Regions from separate parts of the Mus musculus genome. Here all the other regions are linked to region 3. A link is a contact called in public promoter capture Hi-C data. All regions are on one chromosome and are shown on one strand. The core of a region is the stretch at or near the end of the contact, and the rest is flanking DNA. Distances in the headings are between cores, read along the strand shown.

The links. Promoter capture Hi-C pulls out the DNA fragments that hold promoters and counts their contacts.
Region 1: a promoter capture Hi-C map of pre-B cells shows a contact between it and region 3, with 6 times the contacts expected there. The contact joins the promoter of Dhrs3 here to the promoter of Ubiad1 in region 3. A contact is called at or near these places in 2 of 39 promoter capture datasets (liver and pre-B cells).
Region 2: a promoter capture Hi-C map of pre-B cells shows a contact between it and region 3. The contact joins the promoter of Dnajc11 here to the promoter of Ubiad1 in region 3. A contact is called at or near these places in 1 of 39 promoter capture datasets (pre-B cells), 1 of 484 Hi-C or Micro-C datasets (B cells) and 1 of 9 other capture datasets (liver).
Region 4: a promoter capture Hi-C map of pre-B cells shows a contact between it and region 3. The contact joins the promoter of Camta1 here to the promoter of Ubiad1 in region 3. A contact is called at or near these places in 1 of 39 promoter capture datasets (pre-B cells) and 2 of 484 Hi-C or Micro-C datasets (CD8 T cells and pre-B cells).

What each region holds. Positions count from the first base shown.
Region 1 is chr4:144,891,719-144,894,657 of GRCm38.p6, forward strand. It overlaps Dhrs3 (dehydrogenase/reductase (SDR family) member 3), which reads left to right and starts at 1,359. Exons shown (of 6, transcript NM_011303.7): 1 at 1,359-1,991. The coding sequence starts at 1,797. It also overlaps a transcript of Vps13d not described here.
Region 2 is chr4:151,932,350-151,935,236 of GRCm38.p6, forward strand. It overlaps Dnajc11 (DnaJ heat shock protein family (Hsp40) member C11), which reads left to right and starts at 1,371. Exons shown (of 16, transcript NM_172704.3): 1 at 1,371-1,475. The coding sequence starts at 1,404.
Region 3 is chr4:148,443,034-148,446,077 of GRCm38.p6, forward strand. Ubiad1 (UbiA prenyltransferase domain containing 1) reads right to left here and starts at 1,727. Exons shown (of 2, transcript NM_027873.3): 1 at 895-1,727. The coding sequence starts at 1,417. It also overlaps the pseudogene Gm23303.
Region 4 is chr4:151,859,908-151,863,116 of GRCm38.p6, forward strand. It overlaps Camta1 (calmodulin binding transcription activator 1), which reads right to left and starts at 1,861. Exons shown (of 24, transcript NM_001081557.3): 1 at 1,718-1,861. The coding sequence starts at 1,762. The region is part of intron 2 of Gm42357 (a long non-coding RNA gene); the gene reads left to right. 9230110K08Rik (a long non-coding RNA gene) reads left to right here and starts at 1,837. Exons shown (of 2, transcript XR_390981.3): 1 at 1,837-2,950.

The sequences.
Region 1 (2,939 bases), core at 109-2,608, 3.6 Mb before region 3:
GGGTGCCCAAAAGGTCAGCGGGGTAAGGGCACCCAGAGAGGGGACACTGGATGAACTGAACAGTGGCATAGCTTTGAAGACGTGTTGTTTACAGGCTTCTGTTATTAAGGAAATTGCTGTCAGTCAAGGTAATTCTAGCCCAGATAAGCAATAAATAAGCTCCCAGCTAATCTTATGGGGATTTTATTGGCACCTGGGGTTAGAGGTCCTTTGCCCTGCTCCCCTTTCTCCCAAAGCAAAATCCTGCCTCCCAAGGGGTCCCTCTACCTCAACGTGAGAGACTTCACGTTAATACAACTTCGGATGTACACTCTTTGAAGGAAAATGGGAATCAGGCAATGATGAAACATAACCTCCTGGTCCTACCTGGAGGCAGAAGAATGACCAAGTGACCTGAAATGAACCCTTGGCGACCCAATAGCATCAAGGCATGCGCGAGTTTCCCCTCGGTTTGCCCGGCCGCTCAGGGGTGGTCACCTGGCCCAGGCTGGGAGCCAGGTCTGATACAGCAAGCTGGCTTGCCAGAGTTGGTTGCAGCGTGTTCGAGTTCCGGCTGCGAGCCCTCGGGGACTAGGGCAGCAAGTTCCAGCTTGCAGAAATGAGAAGCGAGTCCCAGGGGAGTGCGAGACGCAGCGAGACCGGGTGCGCGCCTAGGCGCGTGCCCCGCCACGGCGCAGGGGGAGGGGAAGTCGCCGCAGCCACTCAGAGGCACGATAGTGAAGCCTCCCAACAACTTTAACTGTCAATCAGACTTAATGGGGTATTAAAAAAAAAAAAAAAAAAAAAAAGGAGGGGGCGCCCTTTCGGTCCACGCCGCAGCTGCCCCGCGGACGAAGTAATAGGGCGGTGCAGACTAGGGCGTCCTATCCACGAGTGCTCCACAGTACGGGCCCGACCAAGTTGGAAAGAACAAAAAAGAAGGCAATAAATACTAAAGGGGAGGGGGGAAGAGAGGGAGCCACACCGAGCGGCAACTCCCAGCCCGGGCTGCAAGAGAGGGAGGAGGGAACCGGAGAGAGCGGGCGCGCGCGAGGGCGAGCTGTGCACGAGAAGAAACTGACACCCGGACCCCCCACTTCTCCTGCACGGTGCTGGCAATCAGATCGCGTTTAAGCAATTTCCTGAGCCCAAGAATAGCAATGAGTCGGGAGACTTTCGCGGACTGAAATTGGGAGCTGCAATCACTCCCCAGGTTTTGTGTGTGGTGTTTTTGTGTGTGGTTTTTTCCCCCCTTTCTTTTTCTGGAGAAAGTTGGAGGGGGGCGCTACAATTGGGAAACAGCTTTTTTGTTTGTTTGTTTTGTTAATCTTGCACTTTGAAACCGCGGACTGTAGCTGTGTGCGCGCTGTGGTTGGTGCTTTTTTTTTTTTTTTTTTTCGTCCCTGGCCTTGCCTAAACTCTTCTGTCGGTCTGTAAACATTACCTGTGAATTTCCCAGCCGAAACGGCTGTTGGGGCAAGAAACTTCTTGTTAAAACTTCCCACCCCTTGGACTCTCCACAGCCCCTCTCACCGTCCCAATCTTCTGAGACGCTTTTTACCTCTCCGCCAGAGCAGAGTTTATCTTTTTTTTCTTTTTCTTTTTTTTTTCTTTTTCCTCCCATTTTTCCTCGCCCTGTCCTTTACATCTGAAAGGAGATCAGTTCAAGAGTGACCAGGTGGGACGCCTCCTTTTCCTTATTTAGTTTATTATTGTTTGGGGGAGTTTTCTTTCTATCTTTTTTTAATTCCTGTCCGGGGAGTTTTGTCCACCGCCTCCTACCACCTCCCCCTGTACCCCGCTCCTCCGCGCGGAGGATGGTGTGGAAATGGCTGGGCGCGCTGGTAGTGTTCCCTCTGCAAATGATCTATTTGGTAACCAAAGCAGCCGTGGGAATGGTGTTGCCCCCCAAGCTTCGGGACTTGTCGCGGGAGTCAGTCCTCATCACCGGCGGTGGGAGAGGCATCGGACGCCACCTCGCTCGGGAGTTCGCAGAGCGTGGCGCCAGAAAGGTACACGGCGTGGGGGCGGGGTGGCACTGCGACACCTGGAGTGGGCGCTGAGGGTAAAGGGACTCTGGCACGCAGGGAGGGGGAGGCAGTCGTGGGGGGTGTTCCCACCTGCTGCGGGTGCGGAAACCAGCGCCAACGATCTGAAAGTCTCAAGCCACCCACTCCTTGCATCACCTGGGACTGCGAAGCAAGTCGGTTTCATCCTTCATAGATTTCCCGGGCACCGGACTGTGTTTTGGCAGGCCCTGAGTTGCTTGGCTCCCCTGGGATTGGTATCTCGCTGGCTATTTACCCCTACCAACTACCATACCTAGAATACCCACCCATTTTGCCGCATGACTCTTTCTCTAAGGTGTAGTGCCCTCTCTCTCTCTTTGCCCGCACCCTGCCAAGCGCAGGGTGTGCGCGCGCCCCTAGGTAGAGCTGGAAGCCAAACCCCCTGCTAGCTTGCGCTTGGTATTTTGCTTGGCAACTCGCTGCCTAGTCCCAAACAAGCTGAGAGGTTGCAGCTAGGCAGGGACGTGAGATAGGGTGCTCGGTTCAGATTTGTAAAGGAGAGAGTTGACGTGGATGGTCTAGTCCGGCTGAAAGACTGGGAGGCCCAGGTGTTTAAAATTCTGAAAGAGGGGTGAGGGGGTAGCCAGCCGCTGATAAAGAGAGCCCTTGTCCTCACCTTCAACCTTGATTCCCACCCCCGCCCTCTTCATCGGAGGGGATCCTTCTCAGCTGGATTGGAAGGTGGCACTGTGCCCCTCTGACCACTGCCTCTTATTATGTGGGTGACACCAGCTCCCCATGCTCCAGGTTTTGGAGACGTGGTGTTGCAGAGTACTGGAGGGAGAGCCAGCTGTCACCCAACTTGCAACTGCAGACCCGGCTGACTCACTCAGTGGCAAGAGCAATGGAGAGGGATTTGAGGCCGGCAGGCCGGTCTGTCTCCAGCCGGCC
Region 2 (2,887 bases), core at 121-2,620, 3.5 Mb after region 3:
CATAATTTCAAAGACACTTAAAATATTTAGATTATTGTAACCAAGACGTTTTTAATAAGGCACCAAACAGCAGGCACCAGGTTGAAATCAATTAGACTCCACTGCTAAATTATACAGGAGAAATTTCCAGCAGAATGGCTCTGAGGTAGGAACCACAGGTATATATGCACGCCAGACGCAATTAAGAACCAAATGGATATTGCCTCCTCATTTATGCGGCAGGGAAAAAAAAAAAAAAAAAAAAGGCCAGGTGCTCCTACATTCAGGGCAATGGTTAAGAAAAGACAAAACATGACAGAAACAGAAGATAAGGCAGCCTCTGTGGACCACAAAGGGTGTAGGTAACCACTTTGAAGGTTTCCTGAGCACACATAAGTCAGCAAGTGGGTCCACCAGCGGCTTCCCTTGTGGGTGGGCCCCGGGAGAGATGCGTGCCTGGGCTCAGGGTGGCTTTACAACAGACTCCAAAACAGGGGAAGGAGCTCAGCCATCCCGGGTTCGCCGCCACCCAGAACCTGGGCCATAAGGGTCTTATGAGTGTGGTGCGGCCCTGTTGAATACTAACCCTGCCCATACAGATACACACACACCACATAACCCCATCACTTTCACAGCCGTAAACACACACACAATATGTCCACTCACACCCACACCCCCACTCACACACATACACTGACCCACACTTGAACACACATTTATAAACACACATCCACAACCCCACACATACACCACAACCCCACTCACACCCCCACCACACTCTCACAAACCCCATACGTGCTCATACACACACACACACACACACACATATCCCACACTCTCACACATCCCACACTCTCATACACACACACCACACCCCCACTTAAACACACGGGACACCCCCACTCATACACCCCACCCCACTCATACCCTCATCACACTCTCACAAACCCCACACACGCTTACACACACACACACACACACACACACACTTACACACAACACTCTCACGTACACCTTACACCCTCATACACACATCCCATGCATCCACTCATACACAAACACCACACACTCGTACACACACACATGCTTGTGTACACACCCACACATGCTGGTACACACATACACAGGTTTCACACACACACACACACACACACACACACAGACTGCACACACACACACACACACACACACACACACACACACACACACACACACACGAGAGGCTGGTATACATATACACCTCCCAGCTTCCGGCCTCGGCCGCGCGGGGGCGCAGTGCGCAGGCGCGTCCCAAGGGCTGCTGTGCGGCTCCGGGCCGCCAGGGGCCGCTGTGACGTGGGCGGGAGGCGCGCGGGAAGCGCTACGCAGCGCCGGACCCTCTTAACCACGGCCTCGCCGGTTTGGCGGGGTGAAAGGTTGCGAAGATGGCGACGGCCTTGAGCGAGGAGGAGCTGGACAATGAAGACTATTACTCACTGCTGAACGTGCGCAGGGAGGTGAGGCCCGCGGCGTGGCGTCGGCGAGGCTGAGGCCCGGCTCGGTGGTTCTGGACGGTCGGACGGGCGGCTCTGGCCCCGCAGCCGCCCCGGCAAGGCCACGGCCCGGCCCGGAGGCCGCGTGACCCCGCCGCCGTGTGCGCCTGCCAGCCGTCGAGCTGCCCGCACCGCCGCGACCCTCGCGCCCCGGCGCGGGTCCAGCGTCTGCCTGGCGCTCCGCGACCCGTGCATGGCGTGCACCGTGCCCAGGCCTGGCCCGGACCCGGACCCACGTACTTGCCGGAAGGGGGACGAGGACCCCGGGGCAGCCGCTGCAGTGGGGAACCAGGTCCCACGCTTCCCCTACATACTCCTACCCTAGGCTAGAGGGTAGGGTCATCAGCCTGAGCCAGGAGCTGGGCGATCGCAGCCCTGGACAGCAAGGTCAAGGCCACAGGGAGCCTCTCCAGGGTTCGGTCGGACCCTCAATCGCTGGTGCTTCCGAAGCAGAGGCTACCCTCCCAGGCTGGCGTTCGTGTCCTCCTCCGATCCCTTGAGCCTTTGCCCAGAAATCAGAGAGCAAGACCTCTCCAGCCTCGACTCGGGGGCCGTGGATGAGCAAGAAGTGCTAGGCCAGAGACGCACCGGCGCTCTGACCGCACTTCAGCATCCAGTGCTTGCCAGTGGATTCACGCGGTCTCCTCGAGAATAAAAAGTCACCCTTGAGGTCCGCACTGTCTGGCACGTGTATACCTCGCATACGTTCTTGTTCTCTATGGCTAGTCCGCACTTGAGCTCCGTCAGAGAAGGGTTCCCGGAAAGGCTTCCAAGGTCAGGTCACGAAAGGCATTCGAGAGGTCTGTGGCTGCTGGGTCCAAGTTGTCAGTCCTTCCACACAAGTCCCAATCCTGTCTTTTAGGGTTTCTGGTAAAGATCAAAAGTAAGGGAATTGTGCTAGCCTCAGCAAAGCTAACCCAGTTGCCAGTAAAAGTTGGTCTGTGTGCTAATAACCAATATCTTTCTGAGTGTTTTCTGCACAGCCACCTGCTGAAAGAACTGACTCAGTGTCTCTTTAAATTGTGATAGGCGCTCTCATAACAATCCAGTATGAATGAGTATATATGTATGTATACATATATATGTGTGTGTGTGTACATACATATGTGTGTATATATGTATGTATACATATATACATGTGTATATATATATTCAATCCAGTAATTATAATCGAGGGAACAAACAGGTGCAATTCGTCCCTGGGCAGTCTAACTCCAGAAACCCAGCTCTTGAACTCTACTGCCTCAGTTTACCATTCCACATACAGCAAAGCTCTTTGTCTCTATACTGTGCCCTGTATCAGCCACTGCTTACCACAGAAACTCCTCCAGGAAACGTTTCCTGGACTTCCAGGTTAGCAGTTGAATGAAACTGTA
Region 3 (3,044 bases), core at 477-2,976:
TTGTTTGTTTGTTTGGTTTGGTTTGGTTTTTCGAGACAGGGTTTCTCTGTATAGCCCTGGCTGTCCTGGAACTCACTCTGTAGACCAGGCTGGCCTCGAACTCAGAAATCTGCCTGTCTCTGCCTCCCAAGTGCTGGGATTAAAGGCGTGCGCCACTACTGCCCAGCTTAAAATTTTATTGATATGTGTGTGCACATGTGTGCTGATGCCAACTGGGGCTCCAAGGGGGTGTTGGATCTCATGAAGCTGAAGTTAAATATGTTTGTCAGGCACCCAACATGGGTGCTGGGAACAGAACATGGGTCCTCTATAAAAGCAGTTTTATATATAGTGCAGTTGAGTTTCCCACCTTTGGGGAAATCACAGGGGTCAGCATATTGGAGTACAATAGAGAAGTCTTGGCCAGGAAAACCACCTTTGAGATCATGGCATCTCCCTTGCCAGGTAAGTATGAACATTTATTTATTTCTGTATTTTATGTACATGAATGCTCTGTTTGCACTGTAAGCCTGCATGCCAGAAGAGGGAATCAGATCCCATTACAGATGGCTGTGAGCCACCATGTGGTTGCTGGGAATTGAACTCAGGACCTGTGGAAGAGCAGCCTGTGCTCTTAACCACTAAGCCAACTGTAGGGGGGTCTCCAGCCCACAGTAAGAGATCTTAAAGGCTAAGCCATGTCTCCATCGGGGGAGCAGTGTTCATAATCCACTGCCAAACCAGTATTTTCACAACTTAAGGTTTCAAAGTATCCACGATACACACATTTTGGATTTCCAGTCAAGTGGCCTACTTTAGTAAGGCGTCTTTGACACGTCTACCATTCCTATGGAAGGTAGCAGTTTCCAGTTTAGGCAACTGGGACCTTAGAGCAGGAAACAGGCCAATTCTTACCTCCTGTGTAGAGAAAGGAGCCAGACAGGCCTCCGAAGTAGATGAGAGCCAAGTGTTCCAATTTCAGAGCGGACAGGTAGTAGAGGCAAGCAGCACAGACGCAGCCCAAGGTGTAGAGGAAGACTCCAAATCGAACAACATCCTGGGGCTCCAGAATTCTGTCCACCAAAGTTCTGTCATCACTCTTTTTGTGGTCAATGCCCTTGGAAAAGTCATAGTATGTGTTGACCAAATTGCCGGCCCCGTGTACAGCCAGGACAGCCACTGCACAACCCAACAACAGCCTGGGATCCAGGACACCCTGAGACCTGTAGGCCAAGGCACTGCCCAGGGCCACAGGGGTGAGTGAGGCACTGAAGCTCCAGGGCCTCAGGGCCAACACGTAGGAGGCGCACTTGTGCCTCCAGGATCGTTCGGGAAGCCTGTCCTGCTCGGGCCATTCGTTCTTCTGCGGGTCCCCGACCTTGGCTGTCTCTCCTGCCAGGATATTAATCTTCTCCCCCGGGGCCTGTACCGCAGCCATGGAAGCTACACGTGGCTAAAGTCAATTCTAAAAGTGAGCCACTCAAGGGGACCGCCCCAGGACGGAGACAGGCGGGACAGCCTGGCCTGACCTTTCTCTGGTTCCGCCCCCGGTCAGGGTTTGGGAGGCGGGGAAAACTGAAGACAGCAACCAGGCCATGCACCGCCACGGGGCCAGCGGCGCTGCCCGCCCACCTGTCACCTGAGCGAAGCCTGTCTGGGGTCGCTTCCCCCGTGCCACAACTCAATAACCCGCCTCAGCCCGCAACCCCTATCGGGCGGACGGCGCCGCCATCTTGTGCGTCGGCCTCAGGAGGCCGGCCCGGAAACTCGGACCTGGGGCGGGCAGGGCCCGGTGAAGGCCGGCGAGGGGCGTGGTCGGAGAGGGGTGTGGTCAAAGGCCAGAGCCCAGGTTCAACAAATTAGCTAAAAGCAAGTCACTGGAAAGAAGCAGCTGTTTAGCCCTCCTGGGATTTCAGGGCGTGTCGCTTTGCGTTATACTGGGCAGGTTCACTTACTGAAATAAGAAATAAGACTCATTTGTGGTTACCCCAATACATCCTACGTTGAAAGTATTGTGCGCATTGCTGGGCTGGTGGTGCATCCTTATGGCCCTAGAACTTGGGAGACGACGACAGGAAGAGAATTCAAGGACATCCCTTATTATATAGTGAGTTTGAAGCCAACTCAAGCTTCGTGAGATTATCTTTTTGTTTGGTTTTCGGTTTTCAAGACAAAGTTTCTCAGTGTATGTAGCCCTGGCTGTCCTGGAACTCACGCTGTAGACCAGGCTGGCCACGAACTCAGATTTACCTGCCTCTGCCTCCCAGGAGCTGAGTAAGATTAAAGGTGTGTGCCACCACCACCCTGCAAAAAGGAGATGGAGAAGAGGGAAGGGAAGGAGAAAGGAAAGGAAATGGAAGGGAAGAGAGGAGAGACCGAAAGAAGAAAAGAGAAGTGTTCATAAGCCAAGAGCTTGGAAAAGAAAATGCGGTACTATGTGATGGAACATGTATGTATAGCTGGAAGAAAAAGAAGTAGGAAGCTTTCTGTGTACTAAGATGTAAAGACCTACATGGTTTTTTGCTTTGTTTCTGGAGACAGGGCCAGGACTGATGGCTCAGCGGTTAAGAGCATTAGCTGCCCTTCCAAAGAACAGGGTTTGATTCCTAGCACCCCCAAGAGCTCACAACTGCTTGTATCTCCAGTTCCAGGGGATCTGACCCCCTATTCTGGCCTTTAAAGGCACCAGGCATGCATACATGCAAGAAGATCACACTAGATATACATATATACAGGCAAAACACCTATTCATAAAAAATCCAATAATAAAATGGCAGGGGCCTATATAGCTCAGGCTGGCTAGAAATTGGCAATGTAGCCCATAATGACCTTGAAATTTTGATCCAACCTTGAATCTCCTCCAACTCCCTGAGTGCTGGAATTACAAGCATTCACCCACACTTGGTTTTATGGGGTGCTGGGGATTCCACATGCTAGGCAGATAATCTACTATCTGAGCTACATCCCAACCCTACACCCTGCAGGCTTTTGTGAACATCCTAACGTGGGAACTGCCCCTGAGTCCTGTGAAAGAACAGCTGGTACTCAACGAGAGTTGAAATGTT
Region 4 (3,209 bases), core at 611-3,110, 3.4 Mb after region 3:
AAAGAGAACCAGAACAGCAAAAAGTAGAGAAATTGCCCCTTTGCTTGAAAGGTGCAAGATCCAAAGAAATGTTTTGATCCCACTAGAGACATACCAGGGCCAAAGGAAGATTCTGGTACAACAAGGAGCACACAAGCTACCTCTTCTCAAATGGCATGTGGGCGACAAGGGTGTCTACACTCCCTATTCTGGATAGAAAGGCATATGGCTTCTCCTTACCCAGCCAACATGAATACAATTTGAGAAAATTAGAGAAAGTCAAGGTAACAGGCTCACTAAATATGGCTGACTGGGAAACAGGAGCCATAAGGAGGGTCTGAGTTCTCTCAGAAAAAAAAAAAAAAAAGAAGAATTGGGAAGTTTATTTCCAAGAAAGATTCAAAGACTTCTTGAGAGTGGGATGCATAAAGTCTGGTTCTTTCTGCTCAGAAGACAGGAATCAGAACACCAAATTCAAGGGCACTGGACCCTTTTCCCAGTGGGATAGTGTTAACTGGTGAAGGGTGCCCCCTAAGATCCAAGAGTGAACGGGAAGCAATAGATCCTTCTTTTCCTGCAAGAAACAAGTACTGAGGTCCCTTACACTCAAGTGGTAGGCACATCGGAAGTCCTGCCTGCCCTACATCTTACTGGGGCGCCCACCCTGGCCCAGACAGGGAACTCCAAGGAGAGAGGCAGACAGCTAGGGAGAGGAGCATTGGAGCGTCCGGTTTTCCCAACAAGAAAGAGGGCAACTCGAAGGGTGTTCAGGAAATGAGCTCACCCTAACCCAGGAAAGTGTACGGAAAGAGTACAGATCTGGAAGAAGTGTCTGCCTGCCTATTTAGAAATGACTTCAGAGCTGCACAGGGCCCCACAAGCCACTGGGTGAGCTAAGAAGGAAGAACATGGGTAGCCCCGAGTCCCCTTGTCCTGGCCAAAAAAAAAAAAAAAGATTAACCCAGCGTGCAGAGGCTCCGCGGCCCCACGAGAGTCCCCTCAAAAAGGGGACAGGCTGACACGGAACCCTCAGTGCTCGGAGAGGATCGGGGTCACGGAAGGTAAAGGGCATGGCAGTGTGGAGACCCCACCCTCCCGGTAGTGAGGGTGCAAGGGCAAGTGTGGAAGAGCATGCTGTGAGGGGCGGGGAGGCCGCGCGAGGACCCCGGCCCTGCTGGGGGAGGGGTCGCCCGGGGCCTCGGCCGAGGGGCGCTCGGCACGAGGGGGGCCCCCTGGCGGGGACCCGCGCGGGGACACCCCCCACGCCGGCGCTAGGAGGCGCCGCGCGGCCCGAGGGGGGCTGTGGAGGGGAACGTCCGGCCCTGACGCCGCTACGGCCGCCGGCACCGGTGCCCGCGAGCCCCCGCGGCCCGGGAAACTTTCCGCCCCGCGGCCCCCTGACACCCCGACCGACACGGCGGGGATGCCCCGGGCCGGGTGCGGGAGGCGTCGCGGCTTCTCCTCCTCCTCGCTGGGCCCGGCCCCCGCCCCGCGCGCCCCCCGCCCCGGCCTGCCGCCCCCGGGGCTGGGTGCGGGGCGCCCCGCTCGGCCGGCCCGCGAGTCACCTCAGGACTCGGCCGCGCTCCGCCCCCCCCACCCCGCCGGCGCCCTCCCCGCGCCCGCCGCGCCCCCGCGCTCGCGCCCCGCGCCGCCGATGCCCGGGATGTCCGGCGCGGCCCCGGGCTCGCCGTGTCGCCGCCACCCTGACAGCCCCGGGCCCTCACGCTCCGGCTCTCACCTTCCGGCTTGTTTTCGGCAGCCATTTCCCCTCCGCGCGCCACATCCTCCTCCTCCTCGCGACCGGGACCCCGAGCGCGCGCCTCGTACCGCCGCCGCCGCCGGCCCAGCCACCCCGCCGCCGCCGCGCACCCGCCCTGGCCCCGCCCCGCGGCCCACGCACAGCGCCCACTGGTTGGTGCGTCTGCCAGTCACGGCTCCCGCGACCAATCGGACCGCACCAGGGGTCTCACTACTCTCCGGGAGGAGCGTCCTATCCACCCTGTCCATTGGCTGATCACCACCGCACCGACTAAAGTGATTGGCCTGGAATCAACGCCCCCTCCCCACCCACTCCCGGGAAAACCCGCCCTCCAGACCTAAACAAAGCTTCCTAGTGGACAGAGGTCGAAAGGATGGCCCAATCAGGATGAGGCTGACACGGAATATTTCCTCGAGGCCGAGACGTGGTGTTTTGATTGGACGTCACTACAGTGTTTCCCAAGCCGTCCAGACCAATCAAAGGGGGTTCCCGGAACTCGGGAACGGCTGTGGGAAGCCCCGCCCCCCAGCGTGACCGTCATGAGGAAGGCGCTCGCTCATTGGTGTGCTGGGGCTTTTCCCGCGTGCTCCGGGAGCTGAAGGACGTTCCCGGGGAAGCCGCTGCTGGCGCGTGGGGGTCCCGGTGTCTTCGGAGGACACGCTGGGATCTCCGGGATCCCGCAGCCTGCGGCGCTGGCGGGGGGCGGCCCTGCCGGAGGGATACGTAAGGCACCGAGGCGTGCCGGTTCACAGCGTTCCCGAACCGTTTAGCCGAGAGTCGGGGCGTCGCTGCCCGACACGGGGGAGGGGCGCACCTCCCGGCAGACCACGCCCCTCGGCCAAATCCCGCCCCTTCCTGGCCTCAGCCCCGCCCCCTCGGCCGGCGCAGCGTCCCCGCGGCCACCCTACGCTCCCGCCTGCCTTGCGCTCCTCTGTCCCCTTTTCTAGCGGCTTAAAATACTGAAACTTTATTTTGGTCACGTTGCCCATGTGACCGGCGGAGCCGATGAGTCATAGGTGCCTGTCCCAGGCTGCAGCCGCGGATCTAGGGCTCGGAACGCTCGACCTCGGCTAGCCTAGCCAATCCCTCCCGGGCTCCCGGCGCTTCGGTCGGGTTCCAGCCGCAGCTCCGCGCAGCTCTCCTGCCTGTAGGTCCACACCGGAGAGATTCGCACGCCCTGCAGACACAAGCCCGGGCCAGAAGAGCTGCAAAGTACTGCGCCTTCTCGAGAGAAATCAGGGGCTCTGAACGTGGCCAGAAAATAGAGGAAAGGATGGAAGGAGAGAGGGAGGGGAAGGGCAGAGTGCAGGAATTCCGCACATAGAAAAATAAAAGGGAAGGAGAAGAGGGAGGGCAAACACCATGCAGGGATTCTGCAGGTGCACTGAAGGGAAGCGGGAGGGAAGGAAGGAGAATGCACTTTAATGAAAAGCAGCTGAGCTCCAGATCCTCTCTGTAAACTTGCACTGTT